Linked DNA regions of Zea mays: region 2 is linked to region 1. A link is a contact called in public Hi-C data. All regions are on one chromosome and are shown on one strand. Each heading gives the region's core, a stretch centred on a gene start, on an enhancer-like site or on the middle of the called end of the contact. The rest is flanking DNA. Distances are from core to core; before and after follow the strand shown. Region 1 holds the start of LOC100276377. Region 2 holds the start of LOC100281210 (xylosyltransferase 2).

Region 1 (3,150 bases), core at 112-2,611:
TTCTCTTTAAGAGCCAAGGATGACATAAATATTTGGATATGGTAGATTCAACAAAACATAATTTAATGATTAGAAGCATGCATATAAAGCATTAATTGAGCATGTTGGTGGAGTGAGCAATGCTCATAATAAGTGTGTTAAGTATTTTGTCGATTTCCAAAATCAAAGACAAAGTATCCCAAGTAAGCTTAGTCATGCAGCTGAAGAAGTAGAGGTCAATACAGATCGATCGGTACCGACATGTTTGACTCTAACGCGGTCGATCAAACGAGTGGATGAATTGACTTGCAATGAAACCAGTCTGATCGATATCATCGGCTCGACTCAAATTAGTAGCACCCATGTTGGACCTGATCTAAGGTTGTACTCAGCAGAACATGCATATGGTTGTGCAAAACACTCTTTTGCATTGTAGATTATACTGTTTATAGAATGAAGTTTGAAATATGAAGTATAATAGGGGTGAGATAGACTGAGAGACATTTCTTTACTTTTTAAAGAACCAATTTCGTACGTCATGCGTCACATGAAAACACACGTAGGTGTGTTCTTTCCCCCCACTTTTCCATAAGCACAATGAGCCCAATAGGCTGTTACACCACATATGAGACATGAGAAACACTTAAGCCTAACACGATAAGAAACTGTACGCAACACAACGCTCTCACATGGTACCACCTCGCTAGTTGTAAGAGGACGAACAACCGAGCGAGCTATAAAAGGCTAGACTTGTTTTCAATTCATAGCTTTATCGACCTTTTGACTAAGATAAAGTGTAATATTTATTTTTATCAGTTTAATATTAGATATGTGAACTATATGTTCACTTTGATATTAAATTTATTTTTTATGGGTATCAAATATGATTGTGTCGTTGCAGCGCACGACATTGTATTATTTGCGTTTGCATGGCGTTTTAAGGGACAGAAGCAGTGTTTGGTTTCTCGAGCTAAAATTTACTCTCTGGTATAGTGGATATTTCAAATTTGGATGATAGTTAAAAGTATTAAATACATTTTAATTACAAAATTAATTATACAGACGAGAACTAAACGATGAGACAAACTTATTAAATCTAATTAGTTCATGACTATCCCATATGATTCTACCATAAACATTTGCTAACTGTATATTAATTAGACTTAATAAATTTATCTCCTCGTTTGGTCTTTAATTGTGTAATTAATTTTATAACTAGATTATATTCAATACTCATGATAAATATCTAAATATTTGATATGATATCAACTAACCAAACATAGTAGCTATTTTTTTTATCCATTAAATAGAAAGCGAGCTTCATTCGTTTTTGATTGGCGTCGCAGCAACCACCTGTCAAGTGTCAACACTCCAGTCCACTACAATCATCGCTGTAGGAGATGGAGGCGGCGGCGGCGGCGGTGAGGTATGGGATAGTCGGGGTGGGGATGATGGGCCGGGAGCACCTCCACAACCTCGCCCACCTCGCCACAGAGGTCGAGCGGGAGCAGTCCGTCCGGGTGCGGGTCACCGGCCTCGCCGACCCCCACCAGGAGTCACTCCGCCTTGGCCTCCAGCTCGCCGCTGAGCTCGGCCTCCCGCCTCCCCAGGTATATCCCCGCTCCACCCTCCTGATTATCCGCGAGATTCTGAGTTCGGAAGCTTCTCATGGCCGCTCGCCAAAATAGCCCGATATTGGTTGCGCTCGCCTAATTGCTCACCTTAAGGCCCCGTTTGGATCCTAGCTAATTGTTTGTCAGTTGCTAACAGTTAGCCGACAAATAATTAGCTGTCAAACAATTAACCATGATATGTTTGATGTCTAAAACATAGTAAATAATCAATCAGAAACTATTAGCAAGTCAAATGGCTAATGAACAAACAATTTGCTGGCTAACAATTAGCTAATTTATTAGTTAGCCCGTTTAGAGCCTAAGGTGCTAAAATTAGCCAGCAAATTATTTGACAGATGGATCTAAACATGTCCTCAGTCACACCCCTCCTACATAAAATACCTCACCACGACTAATTACATGTTTTAGATTATTTTTTGTGGGCAACAAAAAATAGAATCGGCACTTCGCGGTTATGCCCCTCAACTGTTTCCTTCACGGACTCCCTGATCCTCGTCGGCAGCAGCGAGTTCTGCTTGCTCAGCGTCGACTTGGTCCGGAACATGCTGCTAAAGTCACCACCCCTGCGCGCGGCGCCATCGCCGGCGGCCTGGACCAAGCCGCCGTTGTGGTTGAGCACCCTGAGGCTCCTACCACTCCTTGTAAAATATTACGTACATAAAAAACAGATTTTGATAGAATATGAATCAGTTATGGTTAGACAGTGGCACTATACAAAGCACAACCATGTGAGTTCTTAGTCTGGTACTAATTACTGATTCGGTAAATCTTAGTGACATCCAAAAGGTTTCAAGATCTTTCCAGGTCACCGCGAGCTGCTGGACAGCGGGCTCTGTGACGCCATCATCGTATCGTCCCCAAACATGACCCACTACGAGATACTCATGGACATCATCCGCCATCGTGAACCGCAGCACATCCTTGTCGAGAAGCCCCTGTGCACCACTGTGCAGGACTGCAAGAAGGTCAGTTAGTACGGTACTTTGACCTATTGGTAATGTGATATTTGGTCATGAGCTGCTAGCTAGCGCATCTACTCTGTTTATTTTCTTGATATCACCTCACTGTTGTCTACCTGTTCCATAGTTTTGACATTTCATTCTTCTTGAGAGACCACCAAACTATTACACTGTAATAGCGGAGTTTGATTCTACTTCTACCCCACCAAGAAAGGAAATCCATATCATTGTTCTAATCTGAGAACCTGGGATTCATGTTTTCGAACAAAAACTGTTTTCATGAGTTTTAGCTTCACTCGACATGCCACAGTCATTCAGTTTTTTGTGTATTACTGTATTAGTATCTATAAATGTTGCAAAGTACCATGTAACCATGTTGCCAACTTTAGATAATGTGACCAGCACTCAGTTTCATTTTGACATTCACATTCTTTGAATATCTGTTGGCTTCTATGTTTCCGCACAGGTCATTGAAGCTGCTAAACAGAGACCAGAGATAGTTGTGCAAGTTGGATTAGAATACAGGTATATGCCACCCGTTGCTAAGCTGATAGACATCGTTAAGAGCGGTACACTAG
Region 2 (3,181 bases), core at 465-2,964, 470 kb after region 1:
CTTTCCATATGAATAGATGTCTGAAGATCATACAAAATTAACATGTGTGCCTATACAATTTGAGGCCCATGTTACTTGACTGACGTTATGAAAATTAACTTATAATTTTGAAACTGGACATTTCCCATCACCCTTAACTCTGCTAAAATATTCATTCTTAGCTGAACCATGTGTTTCCAAAGATGGCAACCTTACAAAACAAGAAGTAGACAGGTTAGGTTCACAACAGTGAAGCAATGTATTCTGCTCATTTACACCTAGCAGGAATTCATATGCAAAAATAATGCAAAATAAATCTGATGCAAACTAGTGCAGAGAAAGGGGATGTAATCTATGAACTATGGTGCCTATGTTACTCTTGAACTCCTCTAAAACTTGTTAATGCTGTCATAAGTTATGTTATCAATCAGACCGCAGAAACAAATCATTGTCCTCTCCAAAAGAATTAAGGGGGGAAATGGTGACTCAGGCACACTGACCATCTTGTGTCATGAGCGGATAATCTGACGCACTGAGATTGATGAACCAGTCCCACTGGAGCCCCTCCTTGAGGAGAATGGCGACGGCGTGGAGCGTGCAGGCGACCATGGTCGGCCCCTTGTAGGTGACAAGGTTGCCCTTGGCGATGACACGCACATTCCCGACCTGGCTGAACATGGGATCACCCTTGACATACATTGCCAGGTCGATCCGTTCCCGCGGCGGCGCCTCCAGGTCGAGGTGCAGGATGTACTGGTTGCGCGGGTGGTAGATGGCCTGCAGAGTCCGCCGCATCCGCAGGCCGTCCCCCTTGGTGCCCTCGAGGAGGTACGCGATCCGCGGCGGCTCGGCATCGGAGTCGTCAGAGTTGACGGCGGCGTCGTCGGGGTTCTCGTCATCGCTGTCGCTGGCGGCGTTACCTTCCAGCAGCCGGTTCTTGATTCCCGCCTCGACGGAGGGGGCGCCGTCGCCGCCTGTCGACGAGCCGCCGTCGTCCCAGTCGGCGAGGGAGACCACGTCGAACAAGACCGCGTCGCTGCCGCCGCCCGGGTACGGCGGCGAGAAGAGGCCGCACGCGGCGGCGAGTAGGAGCGTGGCCGTGACGAGCATGGTGGCGAGGAAAGGGAGCAGCCAGCGGCGGTCACCGAACGGACGCGCGGGGCCCGAGCCGAGCCCCAGATTCTTCCTCATTTGCCCGTCATGCGCGCGCGCGTCTTCCTTCTTCTTTAGCGCAACTGAATCTCAGGATGTCCGACCTTACGGAGCACACCGGCTTTTCTCCGGTGATATAGAATCTCGCGAGCGCACCAAATTGGTGGCGGGGACGAAACGGATCTGGAACTCAGATGAGCTCTGGAGAGCAAGATCCTCAAGCGAAGCCTCGGAATTTCAAGAGGGATTTTGCTCGCCAGGGGAGTGAGGACAGCGGATGAGGCCTCCTAAACAATCCGAGCTCTCGTTCGCGACGAGCGAGTGGCCCGGCGAGGCGCGCAGGCCACCGTTGTTCCGCACGGGCAGCGAGCAGGCGCCGCGTCGGCGGCGAGCACGTACGCGCGACGAGGACAAGGCCCAGCCCCGGCGTAGAGCAACGAGGGAGAGCTCGTGAGGCCGCCGGGCACGGCCGGCCAACTTCAGCACGGCTCCGCTCCTCCCCAGTGAAGCACTTCGCGCGCGGCGGCGCTGATCTCTTCTCGGTAGGCGGTGGCAGGTGAACTGAAGCTCTCACAGTGTGAGCTGCAGCCAGCAGGTTGCGGTTGCAAATCGTCTACTCACACAAGCTGATGGGCTGGACTGAATGTCATAAGGGCCCAACTGAAAATCTCGAGTTATTGTAGTTGGGATCGACCATAAGTCATATGGGCCGGTCCACGAAACTAGAACAGCCTTTTTGGTTCAGAACTTCAGATCGTTTTCATTCGCAGATTCGCTTTTGGATCAAATCCATATTGATTATCTCCAGTATAACGGTCATCATTCGTGAACTTTTTAAATTTTACTCCCATCAAGTCGCATGCATACCTTGTAGTAGCATTGATGAAAACCGGGAAATATGAAATGACATGTAGATGGAAAATTAAACTTAACTTAGATCCTTTTGTTGTGGTATTTTCATTGCCGTTGCCGTGAGCTCGTGACAGGCAAAGTCAACAGGCCCCGATGCACACACTGCCAGTGGGCCCTTAGGCTGTCCGCAGTCGCATTTCGGAAGGCAACTCTAAAGCTATAAAATAATCGTATAGGGTAAAAATATGCTGCAGTGGTGTACTGGAAAGCTAACTCTAAATTTGCATGTAACTTCGAGAACCCTAAATACAGCGTACGCTTCCATCCAACTCGAAAATCTCTCTCCTCGCATGGGTGGCCTGTCCGTAGCAGCATGGCCAAGGTGGGACCGCGGAAGGCAGTTGGGTACTTGGGTGTGGATAGAAAAGTGATGGAAATAAATAATAAAATATGTAGTAGTTGGTATAGGGTAGATATATAGAGTAATTGTGACCGCGGAGAATTGTTGGATAGAGTAAAAAACCTCGCTGACCAGGATGGAATATTCCTTTTAGGGTAGAGAAGGCTATCCGCACTCATACTACCCTATTTCTCTACCCTAAAAGGAATATTCCATCCTGGTCAGCGAGGTTTTTTACTCTATCCAACAATTCTCCGCGGTCACAATTACTCTATATATCTACCCTATACCAACTACCATATATTATATTATATTTTTTTCTCCACTTTTCTATACCGTCAGCATGCATGTGGGCCCGCCTCCACCACCTCCGCGTGCATGCATGTGCATGCAGCCGTGCACAGCATGCGTCTACCATCCAATACGCGCACGAGAAAGTTTCGAGTAGGACTCTGTAAATAGCGTTCCTCCGGTCCGCTCTAAATTTACAGTCGCCTTTAGAGTCCTTCACTGCAACATTCTTTTACTTTATATCTAACGCTATCCTCATAGCGTATTCCTCAGGGCATGTACAACCTAGATACAGCTGCACGGTACTCCAAGTATAAGACACAGCTAAAACACAACATAATACAGTGGTCATGTCTAAAACATGTGTCTTACCATATTCATTGTACCAATCAGAACATTCAATAAATTAAAGTGACCAATCAGATAGTCTCCTGTCTCGAATATAGAGCTAAGACACTGTGTCTTCGTCAAGATACATGTCTTGAGATTTTTTACATTCACCCCCCC

The links. A called contact is a pair of places that touch in the nucleus more often than the background predicts.
Region 2: a contact with region 1 is called in a Hi-C map of ear, with 2.5 times the contacts expected there. The contact joins the promoter of LOC100281210 here to the promoter of LOC100276377 in region 1. A contact is called at or near these places in 4 of 25 Hi-C or Micro-C datasets (ear, endosperm, leaf and 1 more) and 1 of 3 datasets of contacts at active chromatin or transcription factors (leaf).

The regions. Positions count from the first base shown.
Region 1 is chr10:83,378,695-83,381,844 of Zm-B73-REFERENCE-NAM-5.0, forward strand. LOC100276377 reads left to right here and starts at 1,362. Exons shown (of 7, transcript NM_001279445.1): 1 at 1,362-1,589; 2 at 2,418-2,578; 3 at 3,039-3,150. The coding sequence starts at 2,477. It also overlaps the pseudogene LOC111590323.
Region 2 is chr10:83,849,044-83,852,224 of Zm-B73-REFERENCE-NAM-5.0, forward strand. LOC100281210 (xylosyltransferase 2) reads right to left here and starts at 1,715. Exons shown (of 4, transcript NM_001154129.2): 1 at 480-1,715. The coding sequence starts at 1,170.